Linked DNA regions of Mus musculus: all the other regions are linked to region 3. Evidence: chromatin contacts called from public Hi-C data. All regions are on one chromosome and are shown on one strand. Each heading gives the region's core, a stretch centred on a gene start, on an enhancer-like site or on the middle of the called end of the contact. The rest is flanking DNA. Distances are from core to core; before and after follow the strand shown.

The links. A called contact is a pair of places that touch in the nucleus more often than the background predicts.
Region 1: a contact with region 3 is called in a Hi-C map of uterus, with 5 times the contacts expected there. The contact joins two enhancer-like sites. A contact is called at or near these places in 3 of 484 Hi-C or Micro-C datasets (cardiomyocytes, nephron progenitors and uterus).
Region 2: a Hi-C map of uterus shows a contact between it and region 3, with 2.4 times the contacts expected there. The contact joins two enhancer-like sites. A contact is called at or near these places in 2 of 484 Hi-C or Micro-C datasets (cortical neurons and uterus) and 1 of 115 datasets of contacts at active chromatin or transcription factors (astrocytes).

The regions. Positions count from the first base shown.
Region 1 is chr3:49,483,626-49,487,281 of GRCm38.p6, reverse strand. No RefSeq gene overlaps it. Among named protein-coding and RNA genes, the nearest start is that of Gm22480, 5.9 kb to the left of the region's middle. Within about 2 kb of position 1,866, at least 33 of the 459 cell types and tissues checked have an H3K27ac peak or open chromatin away from gene starts, as enhancers often do. A contact at or near this core is called in uterus, where this site is marked.
Region 2 is chr3:49,640,631-49,644,312 of GRCm38.p6, reverse strand. It overlaps the pseudogene Gm29741. Among named protein-coding and RNA genes, the nearest start is that of Gm23096, 16 kb to the left of the region's middle. Within about 2 kb of position 1,667, at least 101 of the 459 cell types and tissues checked have an H3K27ac peak or open chromatin away from gene starts, as enhancers often do. A contact at or near this core is called in uterus, where this site is marked.
Region 3 is chr3:50,903,742-50,907,827 of GRCm38.p6, reverse strand. No RefSeq gene overlaps it. Among named protein-coding and RNA genes, the nearest start is that of Gm37548, 17 kb to the right of the region's middle. Within about 2 kb of position 1,342, at least 109 of the 459 cell types and tissues checked have an H3K27ac peak or open chromatin away from gene starts, as enhancers often do. A contact at or near this core is called in uterus, where this site is marked.

The sequences.
Region 1 (3,656 bases), core at 617-3,116, 1.4 Mb after region 3:
ATTTCTACCAGCTTGAGAAATATGTCTATATGCATTTAGCCTTGGAATGGTAATGATTTAGAATCAGAAGTATCTTACCGAAATATTATCTACTGCAATTCTGTGCAATTCCATTTGCATAGGCAAGAAAACCAGTTTTCACATTACAGTAATTTGTCATTCAACACATAATGACGGGGTCTAAGACTGAATGATTTTGTAGAGACTGACAACGTTTTTGGAAATGAAAAGTTTTATACCTTTAATATTATACTGAATGCATAGTATAGCAATATAACTATTTCAGAACATATGTATAAATATATCTGTTTTAGAACCTTCTGTTTAATAAAAAGTAAGGATAATCTATTCATGTATATAAGTCAACATATACAATTCTTATCTATTAAAGTCAACTTTCCAGGAAACAGTAACAAATTCATATCTTGCTTGGGCAACTTTATCTTAACTTCCAGGTTATAATCTATCGCTGTGTGGAGGTCAGAGAAGCAAGGGCTTAAGACACTCAGTCATCTCTCATTCTTTGTCAAGAGCAGATTGAGAACAAATGTATGCATGATTAGTGTTCAGCTAGCATTCTCTACCCTGACACAGTCCAAGTACCAGAATAATGGCACTCACTTTCAGTCTCCATCCTTCCATGTCAGTTTTCAACCTGACGGTCAGCATCACTTTAGAAGTCAAAAGACCCTTTAACATGGGTCGCATCTCTGATACCCTGCACATTAGATATCTATTTTATAATTCACACTAGTAGCAAAAGTACAGTCATGAAATAGCAATGAAAATAATTTTATGGCTGGGCATCACCACAACAAAAGGAAGTATATTAAAGGATCACAGACTTAAGAAGGTTGAGAACCACTGGTCTAGACAATGACAATCCTCTACAGATGTGCCCACAGGTCAGTCTGATCTAGACAATCCCCCATTGTGACAGCCTTTTCAGGAGATTCTTGACTGCAGTGAGTTCACAAATAAACAGAAGAATCATATACACTAACCTAGTGTTTGTAGTGAAGGTATTTTATTGTGTGTGCCATCCAGTTACTGGATTTTACATATAACGTATAAACCTAAGTAATGTGGGTAACTGTAAACCCACTTATTGAAGGGTTTGGAACAAAGGCAATTTTACCATGGAAATGCTGTATCTTGTCCTTAATGTATGGTCCCTGTAACTTTTCTGCCTACCCTCAGGCCTGTTGGGTGTTTCCTTGTTAGCCTGAGGTTTATGTGGGTCTAATACATAGGAGCAAATTTTCATCTAACACAAATATTGAAATAACAGAAAAAGGTGGATGTATATCACTGTTTATTTGCCTGGAGAACCCTCCTACAGAGCATAGCTATGAACTCAACTTAGACAACATCTGACAACTATTGTACTATCAATACCAATGTCGTTTTTCATATTAGTTAAAATATTTTGTATTCCATGACCAGAAAACATGATTGTTTTCAATGAAAACTTGGCTAAGATATTTGTAATCCCATCTCTTTATTGTGTGTGTTCTGGAAGAAGTGCTTAGATTCTCAGCCAGAGTTTGTGATTAGATCATGGTTTTCATAGAAATGTTAAGTTTATTCATTCACAAAGCAAGCGCCATTTGAAATATTCCTCTTAACATTGACCTACTTTTCATATCCGATCCTTTGAGTATAAGTATTTCCACTTCTATTGTACTGCCCAAACCTGCGCCAAGTTAAGAAAATAAGCCCTATAGTATGTCTCTCCAACACCTTGAAATATCTTAGTTTTTCCTGACTTGAACTGAAAAACATTTTGAAACAATAATATGTGTAAAGCGCCAGTAACTAAACCGGTTGCTTAATCCTCGGTGAGTGTGTGTTGACAAAAGCAAGCGGTTAAGTGTAACCATCTGTTGCTGAGTCAGCCCCTCTAGAGTCATCTACACTATTTATTTTCCACAGTCCATGAAAGCTCTACAAAATACTTTCAGATTTTCTGAGTTAATTTTCCCATTCAAAAAACAAAACGACAACTGAAGAAGCAAGTGAAGAATGGATGGACTTCACGCATCTTTCAGTGTCAGGAAGCCTGTGTGATGCAGTGGTCCGTCACAGCTGAGGATCATTCACAGCTGTCCCAGGAACGCAGGCTTCCAGGAAGCACCAAGCATTTGGGATGGATAAATTCACAGAGCCAAATCCTAGGCACTGAGCGAATTTCTGATCTCTGTACAACAAACTTATCACCACAATTTTACCAAATTAATCCAGTGTCTGTTTTATGAACATGAGTTAGCTGGATCTTTATTCAGGGTCTCCTAAGGTTACTGTTGAGTACTGGGCATAGAATATACTTTCTGCTCCTACAGAACTTCTATAGGATTCTGCCACATTCTTTTCCTGAAGCTGACAAACTTCTCTAATCCAGGATGGGAGACTCCATTTCTACTCTGTTGAAATCATCTCTTTTCTGAGATGGCCTAATCCCAGGATTGGCAACAATTGCCATGACCATATTTATTTGTTTTCATGAGCATGGGAATTGGGGAGGTGTCTACTTCATGTCCCACATGCACACAAGGAAATGATTTCAGACAGTCATGAATATCAGAAGTGGAGAACCATCAGCATCTGCCCTAGGGATTCTTGTCATACCCCTTCATTCCCCTCTCCTGTCCCCTCCCACCTAGTCCCTCCATCCCTCTGCAACTCTGGCTATTTTATTCCCCCTTCTAAGTGAGATTCAATTATCTTCACGTGGGCCTTCCTTCTTGTTTAGCTTTGTTGGGTATGCTGAGTGTAGCATGGTATCATGTACTTTATGTCAAATATCCACTTACCAGTGATTACATAAAATGCATAGCATTTAGGTCTCTGATACCAAACTCAGGATGATATTATCTAGTTCCATACATTTGCCTGCAAAATACATTACGCCCTTACTTCTCTTAGCTGAATACTATTCCGTTGTGTAAACAAAGCACATTTTTTTTTTTGTCCATTCTTCAGTTGAGGGGCATTTGGGGTGCTTCCAACCTCTGGATATTAATATAGCCGCTATAAACATAGTAGAGCACCTGCCCTTGAGATATGGTGGAGCATCTTTGGGTGTGTGCCTAGGAGCAGTATAGGTGGGTCTTCAGGTAGAACTATTTCCAACTTTCTGATAAACCACCAGATTGATTTCCAGAGTAGCTGAACAAGTTTGCAACCTCACCAGCAATGGAAGAGTGTTCCCCTTTCTCAGCATCCTCAACAGCATCTGCTGTCACTTGAGATTTTTATCTTAGCCATTCTGAAGGGTGTAAGATTGAATATCAGGGTTGGTTTCATTTGAATTTTCCTGATGACTGTGGGCTCATGAAATGATTTTGACAGTGTTCCTTCTGTTTCTATTTCATGGAATCGTTTGGGGAGTATTGTTATTATCTCTTCTTTGAAAGTCTGATACAATTCTGCCCTAAAACCATTTGGCTCAAGAGATTTTGATGAATACTTCTATTCCTTTATGGGTTATAGGACTGTTTAAATAGTTTTGTTTTATTTAAACAATTTTTATTAGATATTTTCTTCATTTACAATTGAAGTGCTGTTCCAAAAGTCCCCTATACCCTCCAACCCACCCTGCTCCCCAAACCACCCACTCCCACTTCTTGGCCCTGGGATTTCCCTCTACTAGGGCA
Region 2 (3,682 bases), core at 418-2,917, 1.3 Mb after region 3:
TGTGAGGTTCTGGGTTACCCAGGAATTTCTTAGCAAAGGTGCTTCTAGACCTTTCTTCATCTTAGCGTTGTGCTCTGGGTCCCACTTGCCAATCAGCTTAGGAAAGAATTCTTCCAAGAGCCGCCCAGGCCTTTCGTGTTTGCTCTGTCTAGGCAGAGGAGGCAGTGATGCAACCTGGGTTTCTCAGAGGAAAAATGTGAGTCGGGAGGCCACTGTCTTGCAGCTATTGGAGGAGAAGAGCTGTTCTACCTCAGGGAAGTAGGTGGTACTGTCCAGCACAGCCTGAACCACTTGAGTACACAGTGGCACACGTGATGCTGCCGGAGTGGGAGGAAGGGCACCACAGCATCCAGCAGGTGCTCCTCCATGATGCCAGACCGCCAGAAGCCATGCTGAGGGTTATCCATCACAGCTCGGGAGATTACTGGCTCCACCTCCTGTAGGCTGATATCTTCCCTGTCCCCGAGGCTGCGCCAGGCCTCCAGGGCCACCTGGTTGATTTGCTCACCGCCAGAACTGCTGATAAATATGAAGATGGTTTGGCGATAGTTGGTCCCATACACAACCCAAGAAGGGCCCAGGAAGAGCAGCGCAGCAAAGCCACTTCCCAGGCCGCCCGAACAGCCGGAGGATCGAGCCCCAGGGCTGGCAGCTGTGCCTCACCACCACCATCTGGTTGAGGCCCAGTTTCGGTCAGAGGCTGCCCACCGCCCTTCATATTATTTTTAACATTTCTTTCTTTTCTCAGACTCTGAAAATATTTGCATTAGTTCCCTGATTTTTCTACTCATATCTGTGTTTTCAACCTTTACAACGATTTGATTTTCCTGTTGCCATGTTATTCCTTTTCGTTTTCTATATTTTTATACATTATTTTATTTATTTACATTACGAATGGCATCCCCCTTCCCTGTTTCCCCTCTTCAAACCCCCTATCCCATCCTCCCTCCACCCTGCTTCCAGGAGGGAGCTCCCCCACCAACCCACCCACCCACTTTTCTAACTTTCTGAAGATGCTCTAATAATTTTCTTACAACTAGGATTTTACTATTACCCGAAATGAAACTTGAATACTATCAGAACACTAAAATCCAGTTTAATGCTTTATCATACTTTTAATAATTAGAATTTTACAGTTTGTTTTAACTATGATGTTTTACAAAGCAGTTGCTTTAAGTAGTAGTTGAGAAGGTCACCACCAATACACATTTTCTAGTAACTAACTCTGTTTGGATCTTTGAATACACTTCTCATACTCTATCAGGGGCATCAGGTACCCGATCCTATCCTTTCTGGGTCTATTACTTTAGGGATTAGGGGAAGGATATTGTTTCATATTTGCTGGTTGTCAAGATAAATTTTTCTTCAATGGCTTGACAAAAAAAATAAATAAATAAAAAGAGGAGGAAACTACATTTTTAAGACCCTGAACCCATTATTCACATTCACCACAAAACTCTGTTACAGAAAATATCTGGAGGATAAAAACAAATTGCTGGTCACACCAGTGAGTGGAAACTGTTGCTCTGGAAAGAAAAGAGTGGAAAAATGAGATGTTTGAGTCACACATTTTGGCTTCCCTCTGACTCTTAGAAGCTAGACAGCCTATTTTCACTTGCATCTGTGTTACTGTCTTTTCTCCATCATGGCCTTGGAATGAACTACTCCAGCAAGGCAGCTTGAAACAAAAACATACATATACATTGGCAGGAGTCTTCAGGCTCTTTTTAGAATCCTGGCTTTTAAGTCAGCTTGGCTCCTGGCCAAAGTTAAAAGAAAAAAGATCAACAGTTAAACAGCTGGTACCAATTATCCTGACTGCAGTGGGTGTACACGCTCAAGTGTCAGAGGAGCAAGCGGAGCCTATGACATAATGGGCTAGTTATTTCAGAACTGGACTGTGGTACTTAGCTCCGCTTGCCAGTTGGCATCTCTTTAAGAAATCTTCAGAGTTATTGCACCCAAACTCTTGTAATCAACAATCACTACTATATTAGTGTGTTTGTGATCCACAGAAATCATCATGAAACTGTGCATTAACTCCACTTGAATTTGTTAGTGGTAAAAAAAATGCCTTAGAAAAAATTAGATAGATAAGTGGTTTCTATAAATACTTGTTTGATAAGCAGTTTGCTTGGACACTAGCACAGAGCTATGTGGCTTGAAATTTGAAATGCACTGTGTTAATTAACAAAACAAAAAACGTATTATTTGAAATGTTTCAACCTGGCAATTTACTTACAATGTATTTTCTCTCAAGTTCATTTATAGAAACAATGAGAAAACTAGAGAGATGCTCAATCCACTTAAAATATACTAAATTTTTGTAATGTATTTTTATATTTAAACTTGATTTTATAATCTATCCTTTTTTAGGAGCTACGTGAAGTTACTTTTCTGTAGAACCAGAAGGAAACTCTTGGCCCTATTGACCAGAAAGAATTTGGAAGAGACAAAAACTCTAGTTGATAAGTTTTCTCCGTGGGAACTACATGTCTAAATTTGGCAAGGTTTACTGGTTTTAATATGTTCCACTCTGAAATAGAAACTCTCTTAAGTTTACTTTAGGAAAAAAATAAATAAATCCATTGCTCTCAATCAGGATGAGCATCTCACAAATCACAAAGAGGATTTTGTAACTAGGCAACCAGGGTCAGGGAGACAGTAAGCAGGGCCTGCTGAACACACAGCAGGCAGAGAGTGAGTCTGAGCTGGGAGGCACAAATTGAACATAGGATTTTGAAGCACTCCTTTTAAAAACACATCATTCCGTAATACCTTGCAGGTGTGTACCATGAAAAGCAGCTGCTCTAAACTCATGCTTTGAAGAAAAAATATTTTATTCAGAATATTCTCCAGAATAAATGTATCCTGATTAGCCAAAGAAAACTGGAAAACAAAACCTTCGGGTCTTTTTGTTACTCATGCCATCTCAGTTGAGTGTTAAGTGGACATTTGCCTCTGCTAGACAAAGATATAATCTATGCTTGCAAAGAAAAGGGGCAATTGACTAACTCCTATACCAAAGCCAATTAAAATAGTTGAAAGATTTTCATATGATCTTTTCACGTAACTGAGATCAATATTTCTTTTTTTTTTTCCATTTTTTATTAGGTATTTAACTCATTTACATTTCCAATGCAATACCAAAAGTCCCCCATATCCACCCACCCCCACTCCCCTGCCCACCCACTCCCCCTTTTTGGCCCTGGTGTTCCCCTGTACTGGGGCATATAAAGTTTGCAAGTCCAATGGGCCTCTCTTTCCAGTGATGGCCGACTAGGCCATCTTTTGATATATATGCAGCTAGAGTCAAGAGCTCCGGGGTACTGGTTAGTTCATAATGTTGTTCCACCTATAGGGTTGCAGATCCCTTTAGCTCCTTGGCTACTTTCTCTAGCTCCTCCATTGGGAGCCCTATGATCCATCCATTAGCTGACTGTGAGCATCCACTTCTGTGTTTGCTAGGCCCCGGCATAGTCTCACAAGAGACAGCTACATCTGAGTCCTTTCGATAAAATCTTGCTAGTGTATGCAATGGTGTCAGCGTTTGGATGCTGATTATGGGGTAGATCCCTGGATATGGCAGTCTCTACATGGTCCATCCTTTCATCTCAGCTCCAAACTTTGTCTCTGTGACTCCTTCCATGGGTGTTTTGTTCCCAAATCTAAGAAGGGGCAT
Region 3 (4,086 bases), core at 93-2,592:
TCTAGAGTCACGCATGCTTCTAGACCTTTCCCTGCAGCTGTTGTTTAGTTTTTCTTGATGACCAGGCAGGTTTTGATTTCCAGGGTAGTCTGTTATTAAGTCGGGGAGGGTAGGTTTCTACTGGGATCCCCAGCCTGGAGAAGCAGGGGATCCCCCCAGCCTCTGAAAGGGTGTGAAACTTTTCAACTCTCCTCTCCTCTCCTCCCCTCCCCTCCCCTCCCCTCTCTCCCTCTCTCCTCCCCCCTCTCTCCCTCTCTCCTCCCCCTTCTCTTTTCTGGTCCCCTTGTCTCCTTTCATCTCCCCTGCCCTTCCCCTTCCTCTTTCCCTCCCTCTGCCTTTCTTACTTCTCAGTCCTCTATCTTGGTTACCTTTGGTAGGTCTCTTACTCTCAAGGAAAAAAAATGCTCTGCAGGTATCTGTAGGCTCTCCTACCCTCAGATCCAGCGAATGTTACCACAGAATGAGCTGGTTTATATTTTGTACTTAGGGACTTTCAAAAGTATTATCATTGAGGTTGCTGATCCCATTGATAACTCTCATCAGCCATGGCCAAGTGGTGATCATGACTTTTGTTGATGGTTATCGGTGTTTACTGGTTGGACTCTTGGGTTGTCAGGCAACATCTTTTTAATTTGATAGAAATCAAAGGAAAGTAATCTCTCTCTCTCTCTCTCTCTCTCTCTCTCTCTCTCTCTCTCTCTCTCTCTCTCTCTCTCTCTCTCTCTCTCTCTCTTCCCCTCTCCCTCTCCCTCTCCCCTCCTCCTCTCCCTCCCTCCCCACCCCACTCTGGTTATTCTGCAGCTTTGTGATATTTGAAAAATCTCAGAATAACAGTATCTTCTTAATGGAGGTTAAGACTCTTATTAAATATTACTCAGTGGTTTTCAAAGTTCTGGGTGCTATAAACCATTGGGGGACCTTGGTCAAAGTGCAGACTTCTAAGACCTAGAGGCAGATTTTAGCATTCAGTAGCTCTGGATGACCCTCGTCTTTGCATTTCCACATATTCTCAGGTTGTTAATACAGGGACGGGTCGGTGGCTGGACCCAGATCGTGGCGAAGCGAGCTGCCCTGTTAGCTCTCCACCTGCCCCACACAGTGTTTCCATGCAGGCTGCCGTTCTTTAAGCTGGGAGTGTTGTTTTCTTTCGCTCAACCCGGGAAGGAGCCTTTCCCCAGCTCAGTGTTTCACCTGCATTGCTATTTTCAGAGCTTTTGGTTTCAGTATGAGAATCGAAGGTTGAACTGAAATCAAATACATTTGTCTGGGAGTGGGATGGTCTGTCAGGCATTGATCTCCTTGAGCTGGCGCTCTCTGGGAACGCCTCCCCAGTGAGAATCCCAGTCAGGATTCTAAAGGTTACATGGAATAGGCCTGATTTCTGAGCTTCTCTGGGGAGATCACTTAATTCATAAAGCACAAAGTGGAGAAAGCCGCCACATACCCACAACTCCCCCTCGTTAAGTAACCAGAGCACGGTTCCTGTTATAGAAGAAAATAACGTGTTGATTAGCGTGTAAGCCAGAAAATACCCCCGAGCGGTGAATCTTTAAAGATGAAATAGTTGCACTTTGGAAGACGGGGAAAAATGGCAAAATGAAATCCGGGTAGAGTCGGCTTTGCGAAGGCTGGGTTTCTGCGTGCGCGCTCACGGCATTCAGCCACGAGGGGGCAGCATTGCACTTTGGTTGAAAAAACGGTCTGGCAGGAAGGGAGCCCTTTAAAGGAACATAACATCTACGTGAGCAAAGCTAAAAACCAGAACATTAGCAAGCACCAGAAAACCAACAACGCAGAGCCCAACTGTCTTTGTTATAATGTGCCGTCTTCGCTTCTCCCGTGGACGGGATTTAATATTGTAGTATTAAGACTTTCTGGGCCATATCACGTCAGTTCATAAATACATGCTTAGGGGTGGTGGTGGGTATGCAGTGAGATTATTATGATTATATGTATATATATTATACCTTCCACTTTTGTTTGCCTTGCCTTTCTCAGCTTACCGTTCTTGCGTTGTTGTCAAATACCAGGTCTCCCACATTGCTTCCTCCAAGGCAGAGCCCAGACCTTCTGTGGGCTGCCCCTCGGTGTGGCCCGTGATTTTGTGGAGTTCCATGGAGTTTGGCTAGAAAGTTACTTACTCCTTTCCTTTTTGTACAAAACTAGGTTCTTAATTTCCATGGTTCTGGCCCTTCTCTAGGGATTGTAGCCATGGAGACACTTTCAGAGGAGTCAAACCATCGCTCTGTGGGGAGTAGTTGCATCTTTGAAATGGACCCCTAAGTCACACTGAGACCAAATCCAGCCTTTGAGCTGAGAAACTCAAGCTCCACCAGCTCAGGGGCGGCTTCCCTATGCTCCCGGACAGTGAGTGAGTGCCTGGTGTTGAAGGTGCATAGTAAATATTTGTCCAGTGAACGAGCCCCATTTCAACCCTCACGCCGTGACCGATCACCATGCCCTTCACCCACTTGGGATTTGCTTTTGGCTAATGACTAACGTGAGACCACACGAGGCTGGAGGTGTTCACTTGCCTTTCTTTCTAGTCTCCAACACTGTTTTCTTTCTGAGTTTGCAGGGTCATGGTGACATGAGGCAGAGTTTCTTGCGGGGGTGGGGGTGGGGGGAGTCATTTTTGTTTCTCTGATGTTTGCATACAATTACAGTGTTAATTCTGCCTTTGTGTTGGGAGTTCACAAAGACCAGATTAAAGTTTCCCCTCGGTGTTACTACCTGGCTCCTTCCTCCTCCCCTTTTCTTCTCTTCTTGTTGGGAAACTTGACTTTGAGCAGGGCAGGGACTAACAGGCAGCGGGAAGATTAATTACCCTCCTTGGAATCTCACTTGACTGGGCAAGGTGAGACAGTTCAATTATGTAATCATGCTGGCAGTCTTGGCTTCCCAGGCCCTGGGTGCTAGGACTACCCTCTTCCTGCATTTTAATTATTATGAGGGACTCGCTCTGCTCCTTGTAACTCTCCAGTGAACCCTCAGGCCGTGGGAAAGGAGCTGTCAGTTTTGGCAGGAGATGCTCCAATCGCTGGCATCTCTGCCCTCTTCGAGGGTTCCTGTGGAGAGTCTCCGTGCTCCTGTTGGAAGCTGTGGTTGGGCTGCCTGGCTGCGTCTCTTGGGCCATGTGGATTCCTTTTCTCTATCGCACAGCTTTTTAAGGCTTTCTCCTTTGCCTTGAGAAAGGCTCCCATTGAAGCTACGGGCCAGGGAGCCTCATTCGAGTGGAATGCATTAGAGGTGGGAAGTGTAGCAGACCCTCCTGCAATGGCTGAGAGGTTATCATCTGCTGTGTCCAACACCGGGGGGGGGGCAGGGACCACATGTGGCCATTAGCACCTGAACCATGGCCAGTGCAATTAAGGAGCTGAATTTTTAATTAGAATTAATGTGAAGTTCAACAGTTATCTATGGCCAATGGATACTCTATTGGGCAGTGAAAGACTCCTGTAACCATTATGTCCACAAAGGAGATGATCTCTCTCTCTCTCTCTCTCTCTCTCTCTCTGTGTGTGTGTGTGTGTGTGCGTGTGGCTTGATTGTTGCACTATCATATAAAGGACCCCCCCCCAGTCTCACTATTGCTAGTGCTAGATTTTTTTTCTACCATGCCCTCTTGTTTTTCACTACCCCTACCCCACTCCCATACCAAAGATACATCTTAGTTATGCTAGACCTTACAAAAAGGGACAGGAGAATGGAGTTTTCCATATTCTGTTATGAGTCCTTATCTCCTTGGTTGGTAAATGACTATAATCTTAGTGAAAGGCACATTCCCCCCAAATGCAATGTCAGGTAGACCAGTTATCTTAGTGAAGTACTGGGTCATCTGCTGTGATATTGCCACTAACTTAGTGCCACACTGCCTGGCTATCTTTGGCATAGTGCTTCAAAGTTGTTTGGAGACGTTGTCCCTTGACCAGCCCAGGTGAGAGCTTGTTTTTGACAATAAGCTCTTGAAAAAAAATGACCTTATAAAACAAACTATGCCTTGAACTATACACAAGAAAGAAAAAACGGTGATAAACATAGGTGTTAGGAACATAGTTAGTTTGGTAAGTCCAACCCAGGAGAAGA